Linked DNA regions of Capsicum annuum: region 2 is linked to region 1. Evidence: chromatin contacts called from public Hi-C data. All regions are on one chromosome and are shown on one strand. The core of a region is the stretch at or near the end of the contact, and the rest is flanking DNA. Distances in the headings are between cores, read along the strand shown.

What was found. Hi-C and Micro-C count contacts between places; a contact is called where the count stands out from the background.
Region 2: a contact with region 1 is called in a Hi-C map of bud, with 4 times the contacts expected there. The contact joins two enhancer-like sites. A contact is called at or near these places in 4 of 5 Hi-C or Micro-C datasets (bud, leaf, pericarp and 1 more).

What each region holds. Positions count from the first base shown.
Region 1 is chr1:162,475,928-162,482,714 of UCD10Xv1.1, forward strand. It overlaps LOC107840876 (RAN GTPase-activating protein 2), which reads left to right and starts at 198. Exons shown (of 2, transcript XM_016684821.2): 1 at 198-369; 2 at 1,857-3,789. The coding sequence starts at 1,867. The coding sequence ends at 3,516. LOC107840867 (probable ATP-dependent DNA helicase CHR12) reads right to left here. Exons shown (of 12, transcript XM_016684810.2): 11 at 5,889-6,494; 12 at 4,245-5,232. The coding sequence ends at 4,586. Within about 2 kb of position 4,129, at least 4 of the 5 cell types and tissues checked have an H3K27ac peak or open chromatin away from gene starts, as enhancers often do. A contact at or near this core is called in bud and leaf, where this site is marked.
Region 2 is chr1:162,584,453-162,591,239 of UCD10Xv1.1, forward strand. LOC107840842 (putative methyltransferase C9orf114 homolog) reads right to left here. Exons shown (of 12, transcript XM_016684795.2): 11 at 5,061-5,138; 12 at 4,246-4,961. The coding sequence ends at 4,896. Among protein-coding and RNA genes, the nearest start is that of LOC124892474, 9.7 kb to the right of the region's middle. Within about 2 kb of position 3,494, at least 4 of the 5 cell types and tissues checked have an H3K27ac peak or open chromatin away from gene starts, as enhancers often do. A contact at or near this core is called in bud and leaf, where this site is marked.

The sequences.
Region 1 (6,787 bases), core at 2,879-5,378:
TGATACTTTTACTCAACTAGCCTTCTATGATAATATATATCCTCCACATCTCTTGACAAAGATCATGTCCTTAAATTGTAAAACTAAAAATTAAATTAGAAAAATGGGGATAACTAAATCCCAACGGAGGAGTAATTTAAGGAAAAAAAAAAAAAAGTAAACCTTCGATTAAAATGCTACCCCCCACCCCTGCCCCCTCTCCTCTTCTTTTTTAATTAAATTCATTTCAAACAAAAAAATTTACATTAGGTTATCTCCCGAGTAGAAGAGAAATATAAGACACTGTTCCCCCCTCACGCATTGTTCACTTCACTTCCTTTGTGTTTTTCCTCAGTTCCCTCACACTCTCTGCGGCGGCTTTGTTTCCCGGTGAGTCACACCAGATAGACTCGCACCAAACATAATCAGAAAAACCCAGAAAGGATTTTTTATTTTCCTCTTCATTTCTATGGTTTTTTGTGCATTTGCGCTGTATGTGTTTTTACTTTTTTTTTGGTCATATGTTCATTTAGTTCACAGATCTGTGCTGTAATTTTGTTAATTTTTCTTGTTTATTGTGCTTTTACTTGTGGTTTAATGTTGTTTTTTCTTCATTTTGTCATTTGGGGTTTAGAGATGGATCGATGATTTTAAGTTAGTGGTGCGAATATAACACCATTGTAACTATACGTGCAGGGTTAGGACATGTTTGGTACGAAGGAAAAATGTTTTTTGGAAAAGAAAATGTTTTTCGGGAAAATAAGTGGGTTTCTTATTTTTTTTTCTTTGTGTTCGGTATACATGTAAAAAGATTATTTTAGAAGTGTGTGTATATAATCTAGGCAAATAACATGTGAGGTGGGGTGAATATAAGGTGTGTTGGAAGGTGTAGGGAGGATATAATTAATATGGAATGCTACTTGTAGAACTTGTTTTTCCTACTTTGCAAGTCATTTTTAAGGAGCTTGTTTTTCGGGGAAAATATTTTTCAAAGACCAACAGAACATGAGAAAATCGGAAAACATTTTCTTAAGGGTATTTAGAGTAGAGTAGGTTGCAATTACTGTGGAGAGTTACACCCCTTGGTTGGGTATAAATTTTTTATTTTTCTCGTGAGATTTGTTTGTTTGTAGAGGAAAAAGAAGGATTTTGTTTAGTAGTACAAGTTTCTGATGTTTTTAGCAGCTTTTGTTTGTAAATTGTATATATATGCTGCTCCACTCATAATTTTCTTCTGTAATGTGTAGCATTTTTTTTGTATTCAAGAATGTTTTAATGTGTTTTAGTGTGGTGAAATGAAATACATCTGGTGAATGTAATAATTTTGATTTTGAATATTTTACTTTGTTGTATATGAATATGGTGCATTGTAAGGTAGTTTATAAAAGAGTAGAAAACTCAATCTCATTTTCGATGATGGATGATTGTGGAATACTCAGATTCAGACGTAGAAACAACTTCATCAATCTTTTGACACCTGCTTGGTGTTTTGCGATGAAATATTGACTTGTCAAAAAAATGTATCTCATTTCTCTATGAGGAAGAAGTTGACCTCTTGAAATTTGATTTCCCTATGATTTATATTTAGTTTGTTTTATGTTGAAGTAATCTCGTGCCTTGAGCCGGGGGTCTATCGGAAACAGCCTTTCTACTTCATCAGAGGTAGAGGTATGGACTGCGTACATCTTACCCCCCCCCAGACCCCACTAGGTGGGAATACACTGGGTTTGTTGTTGTTGTTGTTGTTATGTTGAAGTAGGTTTGCACAAACTTAACTGCCAGAGATGAATCTTGTTAGTAGTTATATGTCTTGAAAGCTAATTACTTTATTTTTCTATAGAAACTGAGGCATGTTCCACTATATTCCTTGATTCTAGGTTTCCTCCAATGGATGCCACAATATTGAATTCTCAGCGAAGACCATTTTCAATTAAACTGTGGCCTCCAAGTGAGAACACAAGAAAAATGCTGGTTGAAAGAATGACGAACAATCTTTCTAGTCCAACCATTTTCACCCGCAAGTACCGCTGTCTATCCAAGGAAGATGCTGCCACAAGTGCTGAACAAATTGAACATGCAGCTTTTACCGTTTCTAGTCAACATTATGAGAAGGAGCCTGACGGTGATGGGAGTTCTGCTGTGCAACTTTATGCCAAGGAATGCAGCAAGCTTATCCTGGAACTTCTAAAACAGATGCCCAGATCAGAGCACGAGGAGATTTCATTTTCCGAGGTTATTCCTACTGTTCAGGAAACCTTTTTCGATATCTCAAAAGGAAAAAGGGCTTTTATTGAAGCGGAAGAGGCTCAAGAACTTTTAAAGCCATTAAAAGAGTCTGGAAACTCTTTCAGCAAAATTTGTTTCAGCAATAGAAGCTTTGGTGTAAATGCAGCACGTATTGCAGGCCCTATCTTGGCATCCTTGAAGGATCAGTTGAAGGAAGTTGATTTGTCAGATTTTGTTGCTGGAAGAAATGAGGCAGAAGCACTTGATGTCATGAATATATTCTCAGAAGCTCTGGAAGATTCTAACTTGAAGTTTCTGAATCTCTCTGATAATGCTCTGGGTGAGAAGGGAGTTAGAGCATTTGGAAAGCTCCTTCAGTCTCAAACCAACTTGGAAGAACTATTTTTGATGAATGATGGGATCTCACAGGAAGCTGCAAGGGCTGTTAGCGAGCTAGTTCCTTCCACCGAGAAGCTTAAGGTTCTTCATTTTCATAATAATATGACAGGTGATGAAGGAGCTGTCGCAATTGCGGAAATTGTGAAGCGCTCCCCTTTATTGGAAGATTTCAGGTGCTCTTCTACCAGGGTAGGCTCTGAAGGAGGGATTGCCTTGTGTGAAGCACTTGGGATGTGCTCCCATTTGAAGAAGCTTGATTTGCGGGACAATATGTTTGGTCCAGAAGCTGGTCTAGTGTTGAGTAAGGCACTCAGCAAACATGAAAATCTCACAGAAGTTTACCTGAGCTACCTTAATTTAGAGGATGAAGGAGCAATTGCCATAGCTAACGCTCTTAAAGACGCAGCCCCTTCACTTGGTGTCTTGGAGATGGCAGGTAATGATATAACTGCTGAAGCTGCTCCAGCAATAGCTTCTTGTATAGCTGCAAAGCAGCTTCTTTCCAAGCTAAGCTTTGCTGAGAATGAACTCAAGGATGAAGGTGCAATTCAGATTGCTAAGGGTCTGCAAGGACACAACCATCTGATTGAAGTTGATATGACCTGCACTGGTATAAGGAGGGCTGGGGCTAGAGTGCTGGCTCAAACCGTACTGCTCAAAGATGAGTTTAAATCACTAAATGTGAATGGGAACTTCATCTCAGAGGAAGGAGTTGATGAGTTGAAAGAGATCTTTAAGAAATCTCCTGAAATGCTTGCATCCCTGGAAGATAATGACCCGGAAGGAGAAGACGAGGATGAGGATGAGGAGGAATCTGGAGATGAGGGTAAAGATGAGGATGAACTAGAATCAAAACTCAAAATCCTGGACGTCAAGAAAGAGGAAAGTCTTGACGCACCAGATAGCAATTAGAATCCGCTACTTGATAACTTCTGCATGTTGCAGTTTTGGTTTTACCATTTTGCTTGCCAAGCTGGCCATATTATGTTCCTCCAGCAAGTGCTCTAACTTAAAGTTCCATCAGTCATTTAAATTTGATGGAATGAGCTGTTACCTTATTGGTCAAGTTAGGTCTAGCTGAATTATGTAGGGTACGGGTGAGAACTACTTATTTTGAATTTTTTTGTGTTATGTAGACTTGATGATCTCCTGTCTTTTTATTCCCATGATGCATTTGACTTGCTATATTTTATAGGAGAACTAAATACATGTGCCAGCTTTCGTCGCTTGTGAGTTGTGTTTTTTCAAAATTACTTCGCCAATAATCAAACAAGAAAGCTTGTTATTGCTGATGTCCTTTTTGCCGGCGACATTTTTCAAAAGCTACTTTCATTTGAAAACTGTTACAAATTTTTCCTAAAGAACGCTTATTTCCATTATATCCACATCTGTTTGTGATTCTAATCTTTTGGTGCCAACGGATTATCTAGTTAGAAAGTCGAGTGAAACTGCTTTCACTCAAGTTCTGCAAGCGTGTGGTTCAAGGCCCTGATTTTTCCCTTAGAATCAATCAAAAACTCATATTAGTCCTTTTTAAATTCTATTGGCAAGCACTGCATACAATGCCCCATTCTGGGTCGGTGAAACACCCAATAGCAGGTACAGGGATACTTTGTCCTTCGAAATAGTTAACTAGCTCGTAACATCAACTTGAGAATATATTATGCATGGTTGCCAAGTTGCTGAAACTTGATCCAGCATTAACTCCAAATAAGAATAATTGAGAATTGTAGCAAAAAAGAGATAATGGTACACCAGTTGATATCTCTAATTTCCCCACTACTGCACAATCAATAGTAGCAAATGCAAAACCTAAAAATTATGAGATGCTAATATACATGTAAGACACCGAGCCGAACAGATGACTAGACCCATAGTTAGCTCTGATATGCTCATAGCCAAAGCTGTATTCTTTCAAAGTTTCCCCTATATTCACTAATGGCTTCACTGACCAAAATAATTCCTAGGTGAAAGGGCAACTTCAGGATACTAAGCTTGATCTCTTCCTCCTGTGGGCCTTCCACGATAATCCGTCCACACTACTGCCAGACAAGTCGTGATAATTGTTTCTCATGGAACTTGCACTCTCGGATTTGAACCTTTTGGGAGTTGCTCCAAAGGTATCTTCACTTGTTCCCTCGCTCACCAAAGACACAGTTTCCGGCTTCCAGTCCGGTCTGTTCCTCTCCACTTCAGCATTGCCACTTGGCAATTCACCATTTGAGACTGACTGATGGTCCCTGTTCCTACCTTTACCTGATTGATTAAAGAAATCATCTCCATTCTCCACAGCCTTCATCCACTGTATATCACTTAAAGAATCGGCATAAACCACTTCTTTTCTACGTCGCTTTCCAGTGAGGTTAGCACTTTCATATAAAAACCCTTTTCCCTTTGCATTGGAGTCAGGTGTATTATAAACCCAATCTGGTACCTCGTGATCTTCCATGAGACGAGATCTGTAACGCTCTTTTTGCCTTCTCTCCTCATCCATTTTCTCAAACAGCCAAAATTCCTCATCAGAGCGGGCTGCAAGACGATTAATCTCTCTTTCAGTTGGCACATCTGTTCCAAGGGTGCTTGTACCTTTACGCATGATCTCTTCCAACATCTCCCTCCTTTCTTGAGCTGCATGAACAAATAATGTCAAGCTGGAATTCATTATGAACAGGATCGAGAAGTATGACCATGGATAGAAACATCAGTCAACATTCACAACACTAACCATGGATAGAAACATCAGTCAACATTCACAACACTAACCATGGATAGAAACATCAGTCAACATTCACAACACTAACATGTTGCAAGTACACAGGTGGAACTTGGTAAAAGCATGCTTGATTCATGTCAACAAAAGAGATTAGTACTAACATGTTGAAAGCACATGTAAAACTTGGTACATGCAATTTTTTCTTATAATCCAACCTGATTTGTCCGGTCAACCTTTAAAGCAAATAAAGAACTGGTGCATAACTATTACTCCCTCCATCCCATTTTATATTGCATCCTTTGACTTGGCACGGTGTTCAAGAAAAAAGGAAGACTTTTGAAACTTGTGGTCTAAAACAATCCTAAGATATTTGTGTGGCTGTAAATCATTTCATTAAGGGTAAAAGAAAATTTTTAAAGTTAAATTGTTTCTAATTATAGTAAGGTAACATTCTTTTTGGATTGAGACGGAAGGAGTATGTAATTTGTTTCTTACCATAAGTAAAATAAAGAAGGCTTTGGCTTGGAGGTGTGGAGTGCTCTCTAAAAACACAATTGTGTACATGACAAACCTGTAGATGTTGTATTGAACAAGCCAGCCTGGATGACCTTAGCATCAATGCCCATCTTCTGTTTTGCACGCTCTAATATAACCTCTTCAATTGATCCAACACTGACCAGCACAAAAACCCGAACTTCTTTTTTTTGCCCAATCCGATGTGCCCTATCTTCTGCCTGCTGGTCCATTTGAGGGTTCCAGTCACTGTCAAAAATTATCACAGTATCTGCTGTTTGCAAATTCAGACCGAGTCCTCCGGCACGAGTACTCAAAAGAAACATAAAGTAAGGAGAGTCAGGAGCATTAAATTGCTTTAGCAAAGTCCCTCGTTCCTCTGTTTTGGTTGAGCCATCAAGTCTAAGATACTTGAAGTGATGAGCGTGCAGATAGACTTCAAGAATGTCCATGAGGCGGGTCATTTGTGAGAAGAGGAGGACCCTGTGCCCAGCTTTGTGAAGTTTGGGTAGTAAACGATCAAGAAGCTCAAATTTTCCAGACGCTCTGACTATTTCTTCCTTTTTTTCACGAATATTATAATCACTCACAAATAGGTACGGGTGATTACAACATTTCCTTAGTTGCATGGAGAGATTCTGCAGACTCTTAGACTTCCCAGTTCCTGCAAAGTCACATTGTCAGCAAATTTATTCTGTTTGGCTAATATCAGTCCCCATAGATTGCGGCTTTTGAGAAAAGACTTATCAGGAGCGCAAAAAAACAAAAAAGAGCACGAGTTGTATAAGGTGTCATTGAGGATGTAGATTTCAGAGAAATCGATCTGTAGAGGCCCGAGAAGGGGGAAGGGAGGGAGGAGGGAGACGGGGAGTACAAAACAGTAACAGTTGATTATCCCCTCCCCTCCCCATAAAAAATCCATACCCCCCACCCAAAACCCAATTTTTATTTAAGTCG
Region 2 (6,787 bases), core at 2,244-4,743, 110 kb after region 1:
AAAAAATCATTTTTGCATTGCTTCAGTTCCGAGTCAGTTTTTTTTATTAATTTTCACTCTTGACTTCTTTTTTCAATAATTGACAATTTTAAGATTTCAGATTTTAGATCTAAGTTAGATGAATTAAGTTGACTGATTTGTTTCTTTAAGGAGCAGTTTTCTGTATCAGTGACATTTTTGCAGGTCTCAAGATTAATGTAATCAAACTTTAGACATACAAAAACACCGAATAACTAATCTTATTAGATGTTAGCTCATGAAAATCACCAATCAATGGATTCATCAAAGAAATTAGTCTTTTCTTAGAACAAAAATGCAATTTATTTTTAAGATCAAGTAGTCTTAGCTCAGATTTTACTTCTTCTTTCAAATCAGAATCACCTATTGCCATGAGTTTTGTTTCATCAACTTCATCATTATATTCTTTTGATTTTGATCCTCATGTCACCATCATAACAAAGGATTCTTTCTTTTTGGAGTCCGATTTTTCTTTTATCTTCAACTTTTTTTCAGCTTTTTATTTTTTCGCTCATTTTTTCACAATGAACAATCTTTGATCGTGTAATCTATATTTGCACACTTGAAGCAATTATCTTGAGACTTGTAGTTGGATCAATACCTACTACTTGTTCCTTTCCTGTTCTGTTGCTTTTCTTTCTTAAAACACCTTTTGAAGTTCTTGATAAGCTTTCTAACATTCAGATTTGGTTCTTCACTGTCAGGATCTTTTAATGCTAGTGACCTATCCTTAGTTCCTTCATTTTTCACGAAGGTCTTCATGTTCTTTTCATACATGTACACAAGAGTGTCCCAAATTTATTTTGTTGTGGTACAATCGAGATCATATTGTATTCATCTGGTCCAAATCCGCAAATAAGAATGTACTTAGCTATTTTATTCTTTTCAAACATCTTAAAGTCATCCGCATTATACTCATCATTTTCTTTTAGTACATCCTTATTTTCAGCATCCTTTTTCATATGGTACTAAGGTCCATTAATGACCCTATTCCAGAGTTCATAGTCCATAGCTTGCAAAAAACTTTTTCTTTCTTTCCACCTTAAGTTGAATTTTTATTGAATAATAAATGTCAGTTGATGTCTTGGCCCTCATCGTGTCTGAGTGGAGGTGCAAAATTTATTTTGATCTTATCTTAAGGTGTTAGCTTTCACAAGATAACCCGCTCTGATAACAATTTATATTTCTGCATGTACTAATAACTCACATGAGTTATGCCTTATTTTCACCTACGGATGATCAGGTTGCCTATTGTTCCAGCAAAAACATTAAAAATAGTAAATAGTGAACGCGATAATTTTACATGAAAAACACTTAGCTCACAAAAGGTGTAAAAAAATTACGACCTGTACCTCTATAGGATTTAACCCCAACTTCACTATAGTGAACCTCGGAATAAAAGATTACAAACTGTGTAATCCAAGAAATTATAAACTCTAATTTCAAATATTCAACAATCTCCCAAATCATTGAAACCCACTTAATGTTTCACCACTTGAAAATCAGATTACAAAACTCTAGCAAACCTAGGAACTAACTTTTATTCCTAAAAACACACAAACCTTCTAGGGTTTATTTTCTCAAGTCTTCAAGTTATCCAAACTTGAAAACTAGACTCCTAAATTAGTTTATAACACAATGCACTAAGAAAGCATGAAAATTACAACTCAATAAACTTCGTAATACATAATAACTAGAATAGAAGACTGTTAGACACGTAGATGAAATATGTTCTTCAATCCGGTTTACTGTATTAGGCTGCACTTCATTAAGTATGTAGAACTTTCTCAAAAATTATTCTTGCTTATTTGCTTGTATTCTACCTTATTTCTGTCTCTGCAGATGAGGAAAATATTTATGAGTAAGATGCCAAAGTATTCCATTTGATACCAACGTTCAAAAGGTTATAAATGATATGGATGAAAAATGCCATCAAAGGCAATGAATGTTAATAAATAAAATTGGATGTTGGCAACAATCTCTTCTTGACCAAAAAATTGAAGTCGACAACAATAATATTTTGATCACAATTAATATTTCTTTGGAGATAATTAAATATTTATTATTTCTGAAATACCCAACACTTTTAGTATTAGAGAAATTAATATTTTATAATATGATTGAGAAGAATTTAACCAGAGCAATATTGACAATAAAAGATCATTCAATCAGAAGGCCAAGAGATAATCTCGGCATAAAAGTGAGTTAAAATTATATATCTGGTAGATTTTTTAACTTTTAAGCTAATAATGTTGACACTATTTATACCAGAATTATGATGTTATTTTTGCATCACCCTCTATGTGAATCATAGCCCTGGACTACTAATGCAACAAATGTGTGCCATTCTCCAAGGCTTTTCTCCAACTGTCTTTAAAAAAACGAAGGTTAGTTAAAAAAAAATATCCCCAAATTTACCTAATTTAAATCAAATAAATATTTTATATTATTATGTATATCCTATTTTTAATCCGATAAACCCAAAACATACCAATAAAAGTAAATCCATTATATAATTCCATCTTCCTTTAATCATAATATTATAAATGACATGATATATAAATGTGTCCTTTAACTTGATCTCAACGGATAGTTATGTCCTCCGACTTTAAATATGCATAAATAGACCTTTAAACTTGTATAAAGTTAAATAAGTAGACACATGTATCCGACATGACATTTCACATGAGACACCATGTAGGACACATTTATCTACTTATTCAACTTTATGCAAATTTAAAGGCCTATTTATGCACATTTCAAATTAAAAGATATAACTTTCTGTTGAAGTCAAGTTAAAAAACATGATTATCTATTGAAACACTATAATTCCCCTGTTATGATCCTAGAATAATTTCACAAACCAAATGACCACCTAAGAGTTCATATTAGAGAAGAATATCCATTACTTAGTCCCATCTTTATTAAATACTCATATTATAATCCCCTCTTTGTTAAGGGCAAAAGATGTAACTGTAATTGATGATGTGTCAAAGTACCACCAAAATTCTACTCACTCCGTCTCAATTCAAGTGTGTTAATTAGACGGAGCATGAAGATTAAGAATTACCACCAAATCTAGCGGTCTTAAAGAAAGATGCACTCTTTTTTGACAAATCAAAAATAAAAATAAGAAACTTAAATTGAAACAAAGGAGTATTTATGAGGCTTGATAATTTCCGTTTGAATCAAAACTCCCATCAGTTTATGTAAAGGGAAAAAGGTCAAAAATACCCTGTACTTTGAAAAATTGATCAATTTTACCCTCAATCATACTTTGGGGTCATATATACCCCATCGTTATGAAAGTTTATATATGTGCCCTTCAACTAACGGAATAGCCCAAATAACACTAACTGACCCGTTTTTAAATAAAACCCAAACCTGACCCGACCGATCCATCAAAAGGACCCAAGCATTGTACATATTTCACTATTTTCTTTCCATAGGTTGCTGCGTATTCAGATGGCCAAGTGAAAGTGTTTGAGCTCCTAGATCCATTTGAATTGACAAATTGACAGCTGCAGGTGTCTGTCTAGAGTCTGCTCCTTCTTCGACTTTCTGCCTCATGAGCCATGTTTTTCCAATTTGGTCATTTATGTCGCTTATCTCTATGGAAAAGTACTTGTTCTATCCGAACTCTGAAATTGACCATTACAGATAACGTTTTGAACTCTCCTGACTATATATCTTATAGTTGACACATTATGGATGTTACTAAAAAATGCAGAGATTAACTTTTAGTCTTTTTTTTTGTAGGCTGAATTTCAGAATGTTAATGGATCTGTATCTAAATTTGGAAATGTTTCATGCAAATTAGCTTCTATTGCTTGGAATCCCTTAAAAGAACTCCAGCAATCAAGCTTTGTTTTGGGTTTTAATTCTGATGTTCCACAACTGAACTCCTCCAAGGTATGGCGAGTTCCTTTCTTAATGTTTACTTCAAGAGTACCGTTCTAAAATCCTTAATTGGTTGTATTTGTATATTCTTTCTTCATTAGCTAAATCTTGGCAGTGAATTTGTTACATTCTGCTTCTTGTTGATTATGATAAGGTTAAGCAAGTTATGCAACTTACATATATTTATTTGACATTCATAAAGTCGGAAGATGTATAATGCTTGGGTCCTTTTGATGGGTGGGTCGGGTTGGATTTAATTTTTTAAAAAAAACAGGTCAATTAATGTTATTTGGGCTATTTCGATAGTTGAAGGACACATATATAAACTTTCATAACAGCAGGAGTATATATGACCCCAAATAATGACTGAGGGTAAAGTTGACCAATTTTTCAAAATACAGGAGTATTTTTGACCCTTTTCCCTTGTATAAAAGACAAGAATCTATAGAATGGAAGCCATCACGAGGCTTATAATACTAGAGGTACAAAATAAAAAAGTAGTCAATAGGTTCAGTTGAACCTGAAGACTGACACCCAGCCGATCAAACTCCAACGTTCAAACTTCTAATGATTGTTCCACCTCCCATTTGTTAGGTTTATGTCAAAATGGAGTACAGAAAAGGAAACAAAAGAAGAAACTCAGTTATGTGCGAACTATGGTGAGGACAAGTAACAGAACTTGAGGACTGTCCAACTTTGGGAGGGCAAGAATTTTGATTCAGGTGACATTGCCAGAGTACTTATAGCAGCACCGGCAGAAGAGTACATACAATCAGGTCAATTTTCCTTGACGCATTCAAAACCAACTCATGGTGCAATAACCTCGAGTTCCTCAAACCAGGAGGTGCCAACACCAGCTGCAATACCTTGTGATTTTCTCGCTTTGAAATGTCTTCAATATCTGAGCATAGAAGAGGTCATACAGCCGACTTCACATGTATCCTGGGTTCTTGAAGCAGTTGGTAACTTCCAAGGTCCTAAAACTTCTGCAGGACACTGTTGATTGGCTCTTGTAAGTATTGTAGAGAAATGAAGATGGCTTCCTGCTAGCAGAAAAGGTTGGAATGAAGTACAATAAGTCGACACCTCACTGGTGGCAAAAGAGTTGCCTGACACATATAAAAAAGCCAGAGAATAAGTACCTCTGTTCGAATTGTCCTGCTTCCTTGATGTGGACATGTATTCAAATATAAATCAAATACCTCCTTCGCACTTTTCCCCTATGCAGAAGAAGATCAAAGTCAGTGGCAGCTCATCTGCTTCTACCCCCACTACACAGTTATAATTCTATTACTAGAATTCTAGCAGTTAATGTCATGGAATTATCAGAATGATTGAATGTGGCCTCTTAACTATATATACATGCTCCAAGTTGATCCGAGGATAAATAAGAGGACACGTGACTTGGGAGATGGTCACAGAAACTACCACTTGCCACCAAAAATGTTTCTACTTCATGAAGCTAAAAGATATCATTTAGAAAAATCTAAACAAAGCAACACCCATATACTTTACAACCACAACAACATACCCAGTGTATTCCCACAAAGACCCCAACAAAGACCCCAAAGTGGGTTCTGGGGAGGGTAAAGTGTACGCAGTCCACACCACTACCTCAGATGAAGTAGAGAAGTAGAGAGGTTGTTTCCGATAGACCCCCGGCTCAACACACATAACAGTATAACAAATAAAAAAACAGAAAAGCACACAACAAGATGGGATAACACACTGCTAGATAATCAAGGAAATAAGACACCCACAAGGTACTACCACAAACTATCTATCCAAAATCATAGACATCACCGAAACACCATAATCAAGAAATTCCAGACGCAGATACAAACAAAGCACTCTTCCCTACTATAACGGTTGAACTCCTACCCACTAACCCTCTACCATAATTCGAGTCCTCCACACTTTCCTATCAAGGGTCATGTCCTCTGTAAGTTGTAACTACTCCATATCATGTCTAATAACCTCCCTCCAATATTTCTTAGGTCTACCTCTCACACCTCCATACTGGAGCATCCGTGCACGTCATCATCACATGCCTGAACCATCGCAACCTCACCTCCCGCATCTTGTCCTCCACCGAAGCCACCTCCACCTTCTCTCGAATAATCTAATTTCTAACCCTATCTTTCCTGGTAAGTCCACACATCTATCGCAACATCCTCATCTCCACCACCTTCGACTTTTGGATGTGGAGTTCTTGACTGGTCAACACTCCACTCCATACAATATAGTTGGTCGGACTGCTACTCCGTAGAACTTACCTTTAAACTTACGAGGCACTTTCTTATCACACAAGACTCCTGAAGCGAGCCTCCATTTCAACCACCTTACACCAATACAGTGTGTGACATCCTTGTCAATCTCACTATTCCCCTTAATCATAGACCCAAGATATTTGAAACTCCCCCTCTTCTAAATGACCTGAGAATCTAGCTTCACTATCACGTCAGCCTCATGCGATAAATCACTAAACTTACATTTCAAGTACTCCGTCTTGGTCCTGCTTAACCTAAATCCTTTAAACTCAAGGGTCTTTCTCCAAATCTCCAACTTATCATTAACTCATCTCCAAGTCTCGTCAATCAGTACAACACCATCAGCAAATAACATACACCAAGGCACCTCTTCTTGAATACGTCGCGTCAAAACATCCATCACCAAGGCAAATAAAAACAAGCTAAGAGTCTATCCATGGTGCAACCCTGTCAAAACAAAAAAGGGCTCTAAATTTCTTTCTACCGTCCTCACATGGGTTTTCGCACTGTCATACATGTCCTGAATCGACCTCGTGTATGCCACAAGCACCCCTTCAGCCTCCGAGCACCTCCACAAAATCTCCATGGGGACTTTGTCA